Linked DNA regions of Mus musculus: region 2 is linked to region 1. The links are chromatin contacts, called in public Micro-C maps. All regions are on one chromosome and are shown on one strand. The core of a region is the stretch at or near the end of the contact, and the rest is flanking DNA. Distances in the headings are between cores, read along the strand shown. Region 1 holds the start of Nmnat3 (nicotinamide nucleotide adenylyltransferase 3). Region 2 overlaps Nmnat3 (nicotinamide nucleotide adenylyltransferase 3).

What was found. A called contact is a pair of places that touch in the nucleus more often than the background predicts.
Region 2: a Micro-C map of muscle stem cells shows a contact between it and region 1, with 10 times the contacts expected there. The contact joins the enhancer-like site here to the promoter of Nmnat3 in region 1. A contact is called at or near these places in 1 of 39 promoter capture datasets (macrophages), 16 of 484 Hi-C or Micro-C datasets (CD4 T cells, CD8 T cells, the MNK3 cell line and 8 more), 7 of 115 datasets of contacts at active chromatin or transcription factors (CD8 T cells, bone marrow-derived macrophages, effector CD8 T cells and 3 more) and 2 of 9 other capture datasets (adipose tissue and pancreatic islet).

Annotation. Positions count from the first base shown.
Region 1 is chr9:98,295,094-98,297,874 of GRCm38.p6, forward strand. It overlaps Nmnat3 (nicotinamide nucleotide adenylyltransferase 3), which reads left to right and starts at 1,477. Exons shown (of 5, transcript NM_144533.3): 1 at 1,477-1,887. It overlaps Gm46126 (a long non-coding RNA gene), which reads right to left. Exons shown (of 2, transcript XR_001779264.2): 2 at 2,104-2,286.
Region 2 is chr9:98,336,991-98,339,692 of GRCm38.p6, forward strand. The region is part of intron 1 of Nmnat3 (nicotinamide nucleotide adenylyltransferase 3); the gene reads left to right. Among named protein-coding and RNA genes, the nearest start is that of Gm46126, 39 kb to the left of the region's middle. Within about 2 kb of position 1,306, at least 57 of the 459 cell types and tissues checked have an H3K27ac peak or open chromatin away from gene starts, as enhancers often do. A contact at or near this core is called in the MNK3 cell line, adipose tissue, memory CD8 T cells and 1 more, where this site is marked.

The DNA.
Region 1 (2,781 bases), core at 227-2,726:
GTTCAGGCTCTCTCTGGCTGGCTGTGTCTAGTCTCTGCCTCCACAGCCCCGGGTCCTGACTCAGAAAGACTTGGCCTTTGGTTAATTTATGAAAGTAAACCAACCTGTAGGAGTGTGTACACTACATATGCTCACAGATGCCTCCAAATTTTGTGACACACCACCTACGCTGCTGGCATCAGTAAGAAACTATCCAAAGGACACTGTACACTTAGCTACTATCGTGCTGCTTGAACCTCCTCCAAAGCCATCGAGGTAGAGGGTTGTTTCTACTGATTACAGGGAAGGAAACTGAAACCTGAGTAGGTAAAGCTGCTTGCTTGGGGTCACTTTATGGAGGTGCATTGTACCCTAAGTTTCCCAGAAGAAACGCAAAGGGCACAGGGTCTACTGCCTGAGTGGGGAGGTATCTTTTCCCTGGTTTCTTAGTGGGGCTACCTGTGTGCCCACATACTGATTAATGGCAAAGGTGTGGCCCTTCCTAAGAGCCTGGGAATATCATGGGAGACTGGGGATAGAAACTGGGTCCAGAGCTAGCTCTCCACCCAGGAGTTGATTTATCACTGTGGCTAGGAGGAGGGGGGAGCTTAAATGTTTAGCATTCACAAGCCTTGACATCACCCTTGATTTTTCCCCCCACCCTGCAACTCACTCCATTAGGATTGACAGGCCACGGTGAAGCTTCTTGTGAGGGCTGGGCAGTTATAGAGGGTTATGGGAGGCTGAGAAACTACTCTGCATTAGCGAGGCAAATTAAGGTTCTAAATTACACAAAGACCTCCGGGAGTAGGTCCTGAATCTCCAAGGATTCGGTTGCAATTTCTTAGTATGAATGAATATACTTGCCAGAAAGTCCTAATTGTATTTTCTTTCTAAAATAGCCCCCATTTTCCCCTCCCCCAAACTGTGCCAGCTTCAGAACCCCATCCCCCCACAACCTTTATCCTCACCAAGGCAGAGCTGGAGAATAGAGGTGTAAATGTGTCAGAAGAGGGAAGCAGGGGCCCAGGAAGAGTAAATCCTCATCTAACATGGCAGAAAGTCAATAGATAAATCAAGAAATCGCTATGTAAGCTCTTTTTCTTTCTTTCTTTCTTTTTTTTTTTTTTTTTTTTTTTTTTTGCGACAAAAAGTGACCATCCAAGGAAGGGACTGATGAAAAAGGGCTCTAGGTAGAGCAGAACAGGAGGGGCTTGTTTCTTTCATTGTAAGTAGCTATTTTATACTTTAAGAACTGTTCATACATTGCTTGATATGGTTTTAATTCAGGCTTTTAAAAACCAGAGTGAAAGTTAGATGAAAGAAACAAACAGAATACAAAACTAAAAAAAAAAGTAAAAAATGAAAACACAGAGCAGAAAGGCCACAGATGACAATCTACTGAGGACCTGAAGAGCGGGGGCGGGGCACGGGGCGTGGTCTTAGGTCGCTGAGGGGGCGGGGCAAAGCTCCGCTCTGTCTCCCGGGAGTTCCGCCCACAGCAGGAAGCTGGGAGCGCAAGGTCAAGTTCACTCGCGGCTCCGCCCCCAGCCTGGGTCAAGACTAGTTAGTCTTAGGGCGATCTGCGGGGTGACCCATCCTGGTCGAGCAGCAGATCCGCGGTCCCTGTTGACTCTGAGCGGAGCCCCGCGACGCGCAGGTAAGCACAGCCAGCGACCTTGGCTGCCTGCTTCGCCCGCGTGGGTGTCCACGAAGCCTTGAGTCCCCGCGTACCTACCAGGCCCACGTGACTCTCGGGGGCGGCGACTCGGGCGCGCGCGCGCACGACAGAGTCAGATGGCTGTGGAGCGCAGAACCACGCTAGCCCCACGGTCACTTTTCTGACCGATTGGCTCGAGCTGACACGGGTTCGGATCCCCCCTGCAGCACGTTTACAGTCAGTTAAAAGTAAGTGTGTGACAATTACAGCGTATTGTTCAGTGTTCTCTTTCTATTGGCCTAAGTGGGGTTCCAGCGATTGTCACGTGTAGCGTGCTGCCCCGCAGAGCACAGACTAGCGAGGAGACCTCCAGCAAAGGCAAACCACACACATTAAAGTATGACAGTTCAAATTAGTAGGAGCTGTGGAGATAATTTTTAAGATAAGTAAATAAAAGCGCAGGGTGCTGGAGAAGTTTTATTACGTTTCCCGTCAGCAAAACCTGCTGGAGCTAAAGCTACCCCGTGAATGACGGAATTCCAGACATAAAGTAAGGCTTGGGAAGGAGGTTCCCTTGGGATCGTCCTGCAGAGAGCTGGTGCCTGCGAGTTCCTGTCCTAGTTAGTCGACGTCAACAAGTGAGTCATCTGGAAAGAGAGAACTTGGAGTTTTTAAATGCCACCATTAGACTAACCTGACCAAAAGGGTGTGGGGGCATTTTCTTGATTACTGATGTATGTAGGAGGGCTCAGCCCACAGTGGGGGATTCCACCACACCCTTTCCCACGTCCCCCACCCCAGTGGTGGTCCTTAGTTGTAATAGGCTGAGCAAGCCTTGGAGAACAAGCCAGGAAGCAGTGGTCCTCCATGGCCTCAGCTTCAGCCCCTGCCTGGATTTCTATCATTAATGGGACTGTGACGTTGGGAGAGCAAGGCAAATAAAGGCTTCCTACCCGAGTTGCTTTTGATCAGGGCATTTGCCTCGGCAGTTTCTTAAGCCACTGTTCTAAGATGGGACTGCTTGTACTACCAGGAAATGGGTTTGTGGGAAGCAGCTGCCAGAGCTGTTCAGACAGCAGCGGGCACAGCAGGGGTGAAGGTATCTCTGCTCCTCAAGACTGAACTTGAGGTGTCTGTCTCAG
Region 2 (2,702 bases), core at 56-2,555, 42 kb after region 1:
CCCATTATAAAAGGGGCTGCTTGGCCCCTCCTCTCTTTCTTGCCTCTCTTGCCTCTCTTGCTTCTCTTGCTTTCTCTCTAGCCCTCTTGCTCCTTCTCTCCCCCTCCCTCTCCCCACATGGCCATGGCAGGCCTCTACTTCTCTACCTTTTCCCTCTCTCTGTTTTCTATAATATAGCTCTAAAACCATGGATTGTCGAAACCTGCTGTGCTGGAGCAATGGAATAGACCTTCCCTTAAAGAGTCAAGTCTTATCTCCCGCAAGAAGGCCTTCAGCGTTTCCACCACTCACCCAAGAGGGAACCACCCAGTGCTCTTTCCCCCCTGCCCCTTCTCCCTTCATCCCCAGGACTGACTGAGCCCCTCACTTTGTTCTCTGTCCCTGAGCAGTTCCGTGGTGTCCCATAGCAGTCTCTCACATCCGCCCGCCTAGAGCCCTGGAGCTCTGGCGGGACACAGGTCATCTTTCCTACCCCTTATATCCCCAGACTGGCACCCCGACAGGGGCTGGCTCTACTCAAGGTTCTCCTCTTTTGAGTCCTGGTTTAAGAAATAAATATAGAGAGAGTGGAGTTCTGAGCTGCTTGGAATGAGTGTATAAATAAGAAACAAATTCTACTTTAAAATGTAGGGGTGTTTGCTAATGTAATGTACCTGTCTTCTCTTAGTGGACAGTCATTCAAAGTAAGTCGACTAGAAAGTTGTTAATTTTGAGTCCATGCCAGTCTAGCTAGTTATCAAGTTGGTATGGACCTGTAGGTACCTATAAGCAGTATTAAGACCAGAGATGTGCGTCCTGGTAACATCTGCATAAATGTGGCTCAGAGTAGATAGAAAGACATACAAGTTTATTCTGTGGGCTTTGAAGCCAGATATTTCTGGTATTCTTTCTCTCCCTCAATTGATGGTAACCCTCATCATGACCTCCTATCAAACATGACTACTGCCCAAAGGCTCTGGTGGTTCTAAGATTTTGGCTGGAGCTTGTGGACAGCTGAACCCTCGGAACATTGCTAAACCCTTTCATCGTCTCTGATGTCTGGAAATAGCCCAAGTGGCTTGAGGTTTTGCTCACTTGTAAATGTTTGAGTATTGTGTCCACAAATTGCAAATTGAGTAACTCAATTTTGAGGCACAGCTGTTATTTGGAAAAGACCCATCTAGGAGCAGGAGCTCCTTGCAAAATGACTGTGCTTCGTTTTTGTCAAGTACCAGGAAATGATTAACCCACCAAGCCATATGGCAAATGCCCACTCGAAACAGAGAGCAACAGCGCTGTGTAATGAGTCTGTGTTGGGGGAGGCAGTGGGGCAGTGTCTGGTTTCTGCGGTGTACACAGGAACAGACTTGCCTCTGCGTATTTCAGGTTTCCATAGTCCTGCGTAAGGACTTTTTCCATCCATGAAAAATTCATATAAGAAATTAAGTTACAGTGCACTCCCCCCACCCCCTGCCATAGGTGCATTTTTTTTTTTTTGCAAATGATATGCACTTGAGTTACTGCATATAACATGAATTTAATCAAGGCTGCAGAAATGTGAAATTTTATGCTACTTAGATCAACATGCTTTAGCTATGACTCACTCGGTTAGAATCGTGCTCCATCTCATGTAAGAGGAAAAAGGAAGAAAACTAGGCTGCTGACAAGAGTACGTCTCCTCCAGGGAGAAGACACTAAGGCGTTAGCAGCCTCAGGCCAGTGTGATCACTAGGTTCGGGTTTTCTCTTAGTGTGTTCTCTGCCCACCTGGAGCTGGCCCTTGTCCTCGGCATCCGGATTAGCTGCTATACTCTAGCCCTCACGCTGTAGGCAGCAGAAGGAAGGCTGGGAGCTGCATGCGTTTATTGGTTTGTTTGTGCTTTGCTTTGTATAGTGCCAGGGTCCCCCCATGTAACTGAAGTCTTGCAATGTGGGTCTTGCAATGTGATCCAGGTAGCCTCAAACCCATCATCCCACTGCCTCAGCCTTCTGAGCGCCGGGATTACAGGCATGGGTCACTGTGCTCAGAAAATCACATTCAGTCTCTCTTTCCCCCTCAGCCCCCAAAAGAATATTCCTGGAGGTGTTCTAGACAGTAATCCAGCCTCCCCCTGCTGCCGAGGCAACTGGGAAAGGTAGTGGTTGTCCAGTCAGTGGGAAGGATCCAGTGACTGACAGGAAAGAGAATGAGTCTCAGGCAGGGACCAAGACTCCACTCTGCCTGATGTCAGCACTGTTTGTTCTCCTGTGGACCACACCTGGAGGGCAAGAGCAGACTTTACGTGGTACCATCTTGCTATTACGGAGGCCTCTTGCTTCACGTCTTCTGGAAGAAAAAAATCAGTTAAGAGACACAGACTAGGGTAAATATGTGTAGCTCCGTGGTAGAACACTTGCCTAGCAAACACAGGGTCCTAGGTTCAATCCCAAAAGGCATAGACAGTTTGTGGTGTTTTGTTTTGTTTTGTTTTGTTTTGTTTTGTTTTGTTTCAAGAAATGTCTCACTATGTAGCTCCGGCTGTCCTAGAACTTGCAATTAGACCAGGATGGCCTAGAACACACAGAGCTCTACCTGCGTCTGCCTCCTGAGTACTGGGATTAAAGGAACATGCCACCATGCCTCGCCAGACAGATTAAGCAGTGGTTTACTTAGCAAAGCAAAGCAGACGTTCTGAAGTGAAACTGGAGTGGGCTGCCCTAAAAGTGGGGAACAGCTCGGTGGTT